2 separate regions of the Bicyclus anynana genome follow, and region 2 is linked to region 1. Evidence: chromatin contacts called from public Hi-C data. All regions are on one chromosome and are shown on one strand. Each heading gives the region's core, a stretch centred on a gene start, on an enhancer-like site or on the middle of the called end of the contact. The rest is flanking DNA. Distances are from core to core; before and after follow the strand shown. Region 1 overlaps LOC112058407 (protein 4.1 homolog). Region 2 holds the start of LOC112058407 (protein 4.1 homolog).

Evidence for each region. A called contact is a pair of places that touch in the nucleus more often than the background predicts.
Region 2: a Hi-C map of whole larva shows a contact between it and region 1, with 6 times the contacts expected there. The contact joins the promoter of LOC112058407 here to the enhancer-like site in region 1. A contact is called at or near these places in 2 of 2 Hi-C or Micro-C datasets (whole body and whole larva).

Annotation. Positions count from the first base shown.
Region 1 is chr2:18,979,044-18,985,109 of ilBicAnyn1.1, reverse strand. All of the region lies in intron 1 of LOC112058407 (protein 4.1 homolog), which reads left to right. Among protein-coding and RNA genes, the nearest start is that of LOC112058407, 42 kb to the left of the region's middle. Within about 2 kb of position 4,494, at least 5 of the 8 cell types and tissues checked have open chromatin away from gene starts, as enhancers often do.
Region 2 is chr2:19,021,946-19,027,828 of ilBicAnyn1.1, reverse strand. It overlaps LOC112058407 (protein 4.1 homolog), which reads left to right and starts at 3,475. Exons shown (of 18, transcript XM_052888610.1): 1 at 3,475-3,813. It overlaps LOC112058406 (vacuolar protein sorting-associated protein 28 homolog), which reads right to left and starts at 1,100. Exons shown (of 7, transcript XM_024099207.2): 1 at 899-1,100; 2 at 735-795. The coding sequence starts at 905.

The DNA.
Region 1 (6,066 bases), core at 3,245-5,744:
TCATGTCCGTCACTCGCTTGGCGCCCTGCCAGCCAGATAACGTATAGCGGGTTCAAATCCCGCGCCGATGGATATTGTTTGTTGATTGCAACGTTATTGGAATTTATGTGTGTGTGTTATTTAATGTGTGATTACACACAACGTATGTATTGTTATTTATTGTTTAATATATGTATTTCTACATTAATCGTAAGTAAAGTATTACTTCTTCTCTAAGGCATTAGACAATTTAGACATAATAAGTTATTTCAATTCTTGTGTGACGAGGAAAGCTGATCCAATTGTCTCTAAACATCTTCTATAGAAAAATAACTAATCTTCGACTTAATGGCGTGTTTTAACACATTAAAACTTCCCGGGTTATATAGAAAGAGGGGCCTACGCACACTCTCGGATATATTTCGTAGGTGATAAGGATTTTCCGATTATGTCCGTTTTCTTTCGCTCCGTTCTTCTGACCCTAGGGCTCGACTTTGATCTTCTTCATAGCTCGCCCAAAACTTCTCGAACTCCTGATACTGCTTCAGTGACTTGAGAATCTACAACACAATTAGAAAGAAAGTAAGATCAGAGTCATACGATCGTTGTAAATGAAAAGGATTGATGGACTAGTTAAACCGTAGATATTCGTATGTATTGAACACATATGATAAATTTGGTTTCCTTGGTTGAGAAAATTTCGCTCATCGTCGAGATATTATCATAGCATGTTGCACAGCGCGCAGACGGCTGCATCCTCGGCAGTTTCACATCGGAAGTTATTATAATGCATGTCGGTTTGTATACCGTACAACCATACAGCATTTCGATAGCACAATGTAGGCCGCCGCACGCCGGAAATTGCGTCAAATATTCTATTTACACCTATTTCTATGCATAAACAATGGTACAAGTATGCTGTGTCAGGTTATTTGTGTTTTCTTGTATTGCTGCTCGTTTAGCGAGCTTACTGAATATAGCTCCACCCTTTCCCTTTCTTTACTATTGGTAATACTTGCATAGTTTTTGAAATCATTGAAATTCCCTATTTTTTTACTGAACTTCTTGGGTATTTTTTTAAGTTTTACCTTTTGAACACAGTAATATTTTAATGCAACCAAGGTACTGGAGCCGAACTAGAATCTCGCCCCCGAACTCAAAAAGTCCCCGCTCTTTAGATGTCTAATCTCCAACATTGCGCGTTTTGCTTAGTGGAGAGGCAGAGAGGAATATTGGCCACGACTGATTTTCTTTGGCGTAAAGGGCAACAATTTTAAAAATTGGATGTCCAAAATATCAGATCACAGAAGCTATGTCCAAAAGAGAACGCTATCAATAACGTTTAGTCGAGTAACAGTCACAGAAATAGAAGTCTTTGTTTAATGTTCTGTGTAATAACACCTTTTCTTTGAAAAATGTGGGTTCTTAAATACTAGTAAGCATTTTAGTTTTACAAGTTCTCTAATGTTCAGATACGGTTTTGTTTCAATAGTAGGTAGGTACGAGTGTATAGACCTTGGTTTCAGGTACTTGTGAACAAAATTTGATTAGTATGATAAAGAGCTAGGCACTAGCCAGTAAATTGGAAGATTGGCCTGGCCCACTTCAGGGTTAAAATATTCTGATGTTGTCTCGATGAGTTGCTTAGCAAACTTGTTACTAACCATGACTTACATAAATGACGTCTCATTATAAGGTTGATGCAAAATAATGATGATGAATGATAAAAAAAGAAGAAGAAGTACTTTATGGCACACAAAAATACAATAATAAATAAAAACAAAAATGAAAAAGAATGAAAAATGAATATATAAAAATATTTTCCCGAATATGTGTGGCTACGACATCGAATCTCATCTGTTTATAATCTTCAAGTTAATTAAGTCTCGTCCATGGGATGTTTGGATGATGTTTTTATTTAGTAACTAGCAAACGCTGGGCAGTTTCACCCTCGTGGTTTCCGTTTCTGTAGGAATACAGGGATAAAATATAGCCTATAGCACTCGGGCATAATGTAACTTATAAATATCTTATAAATCTTTTAGGAATGCTCTACTTGTATGATTTTAGTCGACCAACTATCTACGAGTAAAATATGCATAAAAATTGCACAGGTTTAGAAAGATTCCTTGAAAAACAGGGAACAGGGCAGGGAAGTTGAGTGTTGATGCATTCTAAAGGGATCCCATAAACCTACTCTCAAGGTCACAAGTCCTGGGACATGCTCGAGGTGTTTCCTCTACCACAAAATAATGGAACAATCACTGTCGCTACCCGTCACGTCCAACTTTTTATTTTGTTGATTGTAAATTTTTGTGTAGTCGTAATTAGCAATTTGTATCTAATTAATACAGTAATCACTTCATTTGCTGATTCCAATTTCAGTTGTAATAAGGTAAAATCGATAAAAACTGTTTCAGAGGTAACGAATTTATTGCCGTGAGTCAGTGATTAGCACCGAGCAGTTAAAGTGGCCGTAAATTAGCACGAACTGCAGTCCGAGTCCGCCCCGAGTCATACGCCATGAATCACTTATCGCTAATACTGATGTATCTGTTGATAAGGGCTGGACTAATATTTCATCTATACTATTTATATTACCCATATTCAACCCATATTCGGCTCACTGTTGATCTCGAGTCTCCTCCCAGAATGAGAGGGTTTAGGCCAATAGTCTACTACGCTGACCCAATGCGGATTGGCAGACTTCACACACGCAGAGAACTAAGAAAATTCTCTGGTATGTAGGATTTTTTACGATGTTTTTCCTTCACCGTTTGAGACCTCTGATATTGAATTTCTTAAAATGCACACAACTGAAAAGTTGGTCCATTTAAGAAATTGATGAAAGATGCATTCTGAAAGGATCCTTTAAACTTACTGTCACAAGTCCTGAGACCTGTTCGAGGTGTTTCCTCTACCACAAAATAATGGTACCCGACGTGTCACACGTCTGTATAAAAAGTATTCGAAAGCAGAGAATTACAGCATTCGATGTATAATATTAAAAAGTACGAGCGATGAGTAATAATGGTCTATGTTAAGTATAGAGCCCATAATGAGTGCTCTATTCACAGCGCGGCTCCGTCTCTGCTGAGAGTCAATTCATTTCAAATTACGTGGGCATGTACTTGCACGGTGAACTAGAAAAACGTAGTTCGTTGTACTTGTTATTGTGATTTCACCTACCTTTTTGTAGGCAAGCACGGAATAAATAGATTGACTATTGACAAAGGAAAATGTTGGTACGCAGTCCTTTGATAGCCTCCAATAGCTAATTTGTTTTGTTATTTTCCCTAAAATTTGATATTTCGTATATTTCGTATCGCATGTTTGTGATTTTTCCTCCACTGTATTAATTGCAAAGTTCTTTATAGTCAACGATTGGCGAATAAATATCACTATAAAGTGACGTGCACTTTATATATATTTGCAAATATGCACTGCCTAGGACTTACAAGGTATTTAATAAATTAACCGTTTTCTATAATTAGTGTATTGTGTTTTAGTGCTTCCTTAATTAACTGTAACTAAAATTACTTTGAGTAAGCAACACAAATCGTTGATAATATTACAACAATAACTCCGTCCACACATTGATGTGTTTGTCTGTGTGTGTGTCACATATGGGCCCATTCCGAGCACGTGACAATGCCACCGGTGATGTAACCAGTACCCAGTACCCACAACAATGGCCCTCCGTACAAGTTAGTCGCTACTCGCTCCAACGTAGCATTCGATCACGTAGCGATGCCCGTGTGAAGACTGACTTCCCTTAGATGCCTTCATTGGAATATCATTTTTCAGATGACAATTATACAATGAGTGGATTTATGTGTTTTTAAAGATTACCGCGCGATTCTTTTTGATTTTTGGTATGAAGAGTATCCTTTCTATTTTTGTTTCATTTACTTATACTAGTACATTATGTCGGTGTTAATAATAGAGGTAAAGTTTGTTATGATGCGATAATCTCTGGATCTACTGAACCGATTTTGAAAATTCTTTAACCAATAGAAAGCCACGTTATATGTGAGTGTCATGTGCTATATTTTATCTCCGTACTCTTACAGGAATGGGGTAAACGCGGGGGTCCGCTAGTACCAAGATAAAGACAAATAACTCGATATGATGAGATGTCAGAATAAATGATGTCGATTAGGAGCTTTACTTACATGTGCACACCATCAGTTAAATATTCTTAACTTTGGTGATAATAGCTAGGCACTTAGCTTGGTGAAAATCTATCTAAGCCTAAGTAACTTTCTCTAAGGTGATCTTACTCTAATTCGCCTGACGCCTTTGACACTACTTTCCAAAGACTAAACTTTATAATTGGCTACCGTATTTACCTACTGAAGGTAGATAGCAAACTATCAGCTTTTATAAGATGATGGTCTGTGGATCACAATCTCTTGTTCTATCTGTCGAGACCCAAATGAATGCAAAGCTATCAAACAGTTGTTTTGTAAGTTGTCGTAACATTGAGGAGCAGCGAAGTGAATGCAGGTCGCGTATAATTGCATACGTGTGAACGTAAACAATGGCCGCGTACGTAGCCGCAGCTACTAGGGATGTTACGAAGATTCGACTTCGATTCCGAACAATCGTAATGTTCGACTGATTTTAAATATCCGACTCCGACTACATAAAGAATTTGTAGGGAGTCAAGAAGGCGGCCCGGGAACATGCGAAGAGCAAGCACCGGGCCCGCCCTCCCACTGATTCGGCTCGAATGACTGCGAAGTCTGAGGGGCCATGGGAGGTGGTGGGTTGACTCCGACTTCAGCTGCGCTAGTTTTCTAAACTTCAAGTCTTTGATTATTTCAAATAGGCTTCATTTACAAGCATTTTTAGAAGGTCATGTGTTTCTTAGAAGTGACACTACTAGTAGAAGTAGATTTAGTTAATAGTAGAGCATTTTATGACAGAGCTCGTCTGTAGCGGGAAGCACTACCACCATGCGGCATTGCACTGTCTGACGGATCTGAATGATGTCTGACTGTCTGTCTGGATCCGGTCTGACGGACATGATTGTCGGTATAATTACAGTTAGACACGGAAAAAATTTGTTCGTAGGATGGGTTTGTACTGTTGTGACATTTGTTTCCGCATCTGTCTCCGGTTCGGCTTCAGCTCCGTATCCGATAAGTTGAATATTCGGTTCCGGTAAACACTGGGTTTTCAACATCTACATCCCTAGATAGGTTTGGTACTCGTAAGTATAAGTAGTACCTGCCTGATAACTTCACAGTCAATGGCGAACGCATCGCCTTCTGCCTCGTGAGAATGGGAGAAATTCTCATTATATCCATTCAATTGCTGAGCTTGCTTTGTTGTAATCCATAACTGGAGGATTATTTTTCTAGAAAAACCATCACCAACTGCGATATTGTACTTTATGTTTAGTAGCTATAAAGTTTGTTTTACTTCGATTCAATTTGGTTACACAATTTATTAAAGCTAAGTCGGGAGACTGCGACAAAGTTTTTGAGTTCTGATTCAATACATGCCGATGCTTTCATTAAGGATACAGAATTAATAAATCCATCGTGGCTATATATATATAAATAAATTGTTAGACATGAGTAGGTACAGAAATCACATTCACGACAAGACGCTTTAAATGTTTGTATATTTTGTACAGTTACGAGAAGTTATGGTGTTTCAAACAATTTCATCTAATTGTGAGCAATTAGGATCAGGCTTCAAAGTAGAGTCGTAGTTTTTGATCTTTATCTTGTTTATGCAGCAAAGCAATAAATATTTGTGTCAACTGGTTCGGTCCCGGCTGGTTCGCAGATAATTTTTGTAATCCCAAGACCGTTAGCCATGTCTAACATAACAGCAGATTGAATTCGCATGTGTGTCCGACATTACAGTCCCGTTAGTGTTGGATCGATGATTCGCAAGACACGATACGCCACGTTTTTGTATACCGAAACTAGACATGCTTTCTAGTTGATTATGTTCCCAGCATACGGGTTTCCTTAATGTGCGATTCGTTTTAGGTGTTTCTTTTTATTAAAATTCGTTAATTCTTGCTATAAAGGAATATTTGCAACGTCAAGTTTGTCTGTTTGTAGT
Region 2 (5,883 bases), core at 2,226-4,725, 44 kb before region 1:
AAAAAAATTAAATATAATTTATCATTAAAATAAAATATAAGGAAACCTGCTCACTTGAGAATTTTCTAAATCTTTAGGTGTGTGAAGTTTGCCATTCTGCATTGAGCTAGTGTGGTGGACTATTAGCCTTACCCCTCTCAATTTGAGAGGAGACTCATGGTCAACAGTGAGCCAAATATGGGATGTTAATGACGATAGCATTGTCAACCACATGCCCAGCATTAATGATAACAACACTAACTACTGTCTCCAAAGAACATAGAGATGAAAAGCCAATTTAAAAAATCATGCCCAGTTTTAATATTGCAATTAATCAATTTATTAATTCACAAACGTAAGGCTGTTATGTCACATGAAAAAACTGACTTTACACCAAGTGTATACAATAAATCAGTTTTACACACCAACATACAGTCTGACAAGTGTCTAGTCACTTTTGTACACTTTACTACTTTATCATTGGACTTACAAAGCCAAAGAATCTTTTAAGAGTAAACTAAATTGTATAGTCGAGTTACTCACATTGCAATCATCAAAAACATCAAATAGGTATTCTTTAATTTCCTATAATTTCTTTATTTCCTAAACATAATATATATAACAAGATCATTGGTCATAGAGATTCCACATAATAACAAAATATTAGTATATATAATTATATAGCCATAATAAAACAAAGAAACATTTCCCCTAAAACACAATAAGTATAAAATAACATAGTAATGATTGCTTACTTTTCGCGCTCTCTGGCATTTCTGTAAAGTTTCACCTCTTCATACAGTTCTGGTCTTGTGTCTGGAGAATATAACGAACAGTTAACAAATATAAGCAAAGGGATTCTACTTTGTGTGGCAATCAATAAAGATTAGAGGATAGGAAGTTGTGACTGACTCAATACCTTGCATGACTTGTTTTTCTTTGAATTATTGTTATAATCCCTGTGTCGCTTGTAACAACTTACTATTTACTAGAATCAACGTAACATGAGCGGTATTTAAAGCATTAATGATAAAATTCAACTATTTTATCCAAGAGAACACCTTGAAACTCAAAGGAAAACAACAAAATTCTTCTTCATTTCATTTCATATTCATAGCTTGTTGACATTTGACAATTAAATTGACATTTGACGATGACTTTTGTTCGAATGACATGTAATTTTTAGGATCATAGACAATAGTGTAATATTTTACAAAAAGCAACAAGTATGAGAGAAATGGACATGCATTATTTCCCCCTTGCGCTGCAATAATAAATGTCCAATAGGGTAGGGGTAGGAGTAGGGTAGGGGTAGGGGTAGGGTAGGGGTAGGGTAGGGGTAGGGGTAGAGTAGGGGCAGGGTAGGGGTAGGGTATGGTTAGAGTAGGGGTAGGGTAGGGTAGGGATAGGGTAGGGTAGGGGTAGTTGAAAGTTTTCATCGAGTTTCACGCGGACGAAGTCGCGGGCGTTCGCGTCCGTATTGATAAAAGTAAAGGATTTATAAAACTTTATTTAAAAACATGTATTTTTTTATATTTATTATTATGGGGAACAGCAACAAAAACCAACCTAAACATCATTCAGAGAGCACAAAATAAAATTATTAAGGTTTTATTTCATTACGACTTTCTAACACCTACCAATAAAATATACAAAGAAACAAAATTACTTAACATAAAGCAAACATACATATATAGCACTTCAATTCTGATTCGGAAAATACTAAATAAAGATCTACATTCAAAAATCACTTTTACGAAAAAAAATCAAGTACAAAAACGAGCATTTCGCCGAGCAAATCACCTTTTACTAAGTCACAAACCTCGTACTAGCCTAGAACTATGGTAACAAAAATATTATATTTGAAGGAGCACAGATCTACAATAAGTTACCATCTGATATCAAAGAAGCTAAATCTATGTTTATTTACAAAAAGAAATTAAAATTTTATTTATTGAATAACATGTCATTGTAACACATGCCGCATCCAGTAAGCTATAATCTTTGTTTCATTAAAACTAGTCAAGTATACTACGTAAGAAGCCGGTAACAAACATGTAATTTAAAATCTACCCGCATTCTTTTTTTTTTCTTTTTTTTTAGCAATTATTTATTTTGATTTATTGTATGTAGGATTTAAGTCTAATTAGTATGTACACACGTGAATAATTACCTTAGTGAGTTAATTGTATTTCTCATATAAGCGAATTTTATGTAATTCTTTTGAGAAAATAAAGATCTTAAACCACATATTTTCCAAACATCAAACAGGCTGTCATCCATTTCGTGACGTCAGAATGTAACAAAATGTCAAAATGTCAATGTGACACTTCTAACAAGTTGTTATTTGATAGGATTCCTTATTCTTTTTCTTTAATTTAATGGCTTTTGGTTATGCTAAGACAGCACAATTTACTTTGCCAATGTCGCGTACTTTGGAGAGAATAGGTTAAATTATTTATCAGTTTATCTATGATACAATAGTTGGATTACTTTGTTAGCTACCATCTACAACACAAAAAGGAATACTTATAGTACATAAATATATATAATATATAATGCATAAAAGACAAACAAATGAGATATATAAGGCTATGAAAGAATACCATAATTATAATTTAATGTTGTTATGTTTGATATATTTACATAAGAATTTGATATGTTATCGTGATGTCGTGAAACAAAAAACATAGACCATATGGTTGATAGCGCTTTGGCTCGTATTTTCATAAAAATATTTAAAAATTAAAAATTCTCGTAATCACGTCGCAAACAATATTTTTTCCGTCTATTTATTATTTATTTATTGATATACCAACAATGACAACAAAAAAAATTAATAATCTATACACAGATAAACTTAAAAAGTACTAGTGCTAGACGAAGCCATCTTTTAAAGGTATATACAGCATTGTTGTCTGTTGTCCGGTTAAATTTAAAAATTAAACTACAAATTACATTTACGTTAAGTGTGGTGAGTGAGTGAGTTACGTCTAGGAGAATGATAACTAAAATTAACATACATTGATCTCAGAAGCTCTCACTCTCCTTTATTACATAACTTTTCGACAAAAATATAATATGCATAAAAGTGCAAAAAAAAAAACAGCAATTATAGTTTGTGAAATATTATTTTTGCAGTTTTCTAATAAAAGTATTCAAGTAAATAAAAATAAAATGATAACAATGTCAAAGGCATTGTTAAACTTTATCAATTTATAATCAAGACCATAGTCTTATCTATTAGCTTACCTACTTGATGACTTTGCTCTGCTTCACTATGGTCAGTATATTTTTGCCAATAATATTTTACAATAAATTATTTAGATTTTTATTTCAGGGATCGAATTGGAAAATATTATAATTTTTAATTATATTTTTTTGTGTAATGTAAATTCAAGTTTTAGAGACGAGCTAATTAATAATTTTTAACATTTTTTAGGCATGACGTAATGATTCAACATGGCGGATGACGCGAGCTTCCCTGCCCCCGCCCGAGCCCGCGCTCCGCAAATTGTAGTTTCCTCGGAATCGGTTGGGCAACGTAACTGCCACTCGTCTCGAATGATTTCACATTGCGAGATTGCGATGAATGAAAATATTAATCACGGTGAATAGCCGCTCCCAGAGTTTACACATAAGAACTTGTTATTTAGACCTAAAGTGTAAGTGCATGTGAGTTCTAAAGGTGGATTCGTGGTAATTGAGTGATATCCAGTTCTACCTTTACAATCGTGAACTTCCCATGTTTACGTGCTGAAACACGGCACACAGTGAGTTCTTGGAGCTCCGGTTCTTCTGGTTGCCGATTAATGGGATCTTGTTACTAAACAGGTCAGTTACTTTACGCTTCAAACCTCATAACTGCATCCCAAACCCAAAACAAATATATTTGAACACTTAAAACCTTAATTATCTGAATGACTGCTTTGGATTCAAGTTAAATCCACATTATAAATGACGATTGTTTTACTCTTACGAAGTATGTATTTGTTCTTATTGGAATTTATATGAAAAACCGCTATGTACCTAATACGATTTTGGATATTGCTTTCGATTCGTAGGGCTTGCAGGGCGCGGCGGCTGTGGCCTACTTTTTATAGAGTACTACGTACTGTTACTACAATAAACACACTCTTTGCCGTGTCTACGGTGTTTGTAAGCCATACTCCATTATGACGTACTTATCTTCGCAAAAACATAGCAATTACAGTTTGTGAAATGGTATTGTAACATGAAAAATATGTGTTGAGTGTTTGTTGAAATATAAATCAGTAGATTAATTTACTTGCGGTAAATTAACGTTAGTAGGTATATTACATACAGGAAAGTGTGCAATTATTATCTCGAATTATAATTATAGTTATTCTATTTATATCTTGTATTTTTTATTATTCATTACAGAAGTTTCCATTTCAAATATAAATAAACACTATCTTGTCACTAACAAAAGTGCAAAAAAACAAGCAAGAAAATTCAAAAAAAATGCTCTATAGAATGTAATGGTATTTTAATAAAAACTTTTAAATCAACTGTGTCAATCAAGCTAAGAGTAAGGTTGTAGAAAGTTATTCAATGTGTTGCTGGGACAGAACCACCTCTGTTGTATGAATACTCCATAAAAATACACAAGTACATATTTTTAAATTAAATTATTATAAACTCATAATCATTTGAAGCTGCAGCTAAACATGAAATGTAATTATTAACCAATGGATCCCCACTAGAATATAGGTTTTCTGTGATAATTTCCAAACTGTCATAAGTTGCCTGTATCAGGCATTACCTTGCAACCAGTTTGATATCACAAGTCTTAGGAGAGTTGCCTCATTACGCTTGCTAGTGAGGGTCACTATTCTAGCAACATAACTCAGACTCAGAGAGCACACTGAGCAGTCAGCCTCTGCCATTACCATTAACATCTGATAGTGGTTCTTAGCAATAACACGCATTGGAGCAATGTGGTAAGTCTAAGCTGGACATCTTCTCCTATAAGGAGGGAGGTATGGCCCAGTTGTAAGCTGTTAAATTGGGCTGATAATGATGTCCATTGGTTTTTTGAATGACAAGTCCAACTAATTGCCCTTTCATGTTTCTATTACAGTAACTTTGGAGACAAAATTTTAATTACCTTAAATGTAAACCACAGTTGTGGTCAGTTTTATAATGTTATGTTTGTTAACAACAAGGCACATTATAAACCAGTTGCATGTGCATACAGGTGGTAGTGATGGCATGGTCATTATATTTATTGTACCTAAAGATAACACAGTTATTATATGTAGTGAACTTATACTACTTAAGTATACATATTACATACTGGCTGTTGTTATTGACAGAGTTGACTGTAATTGTATAAAAGTATCTCAGTATAATTCTATGTGTCTGTAAGGGCAACTAGTAGTTGCCCTGTAAAATATTTTAGAGGGGCTTACACCTGCACAATTTAGCATTTCGTAACTTGAGAGGGGGCTGTTCTAACTGCACATTTGGTGTGTACTAAAGGAATATTCTTTAATTTTGTTTAAGTGGACGCCCCCACGACTTCTTCTTGCCTTTGGACCTCCTTAATCTGGCCCTACAGCAAAATCCATTCTTAGACATTTACTAACTATAAACCACCTCCCTGCCAAATTTCATCTTTGTACATAAAGTGGTTTTTGAGATTTTGTGATGATTTTTCATATTTATATATTAAGATATAAACACAATGCTGAGTGTAGACTATTTTGGTACCATGCATTAATATCATCTTTTCATTTTACTTAGTTACTATATTTTCATTACTATTTCTTTCTTTTTGTATAAACATGCTTGTTCTTTCCTAGACTAAATTGGCTATATTATTACAGAGTTGTGGTAATTAGAGGGGTCTGAATACAATGACTATTATAGTTGTGTACA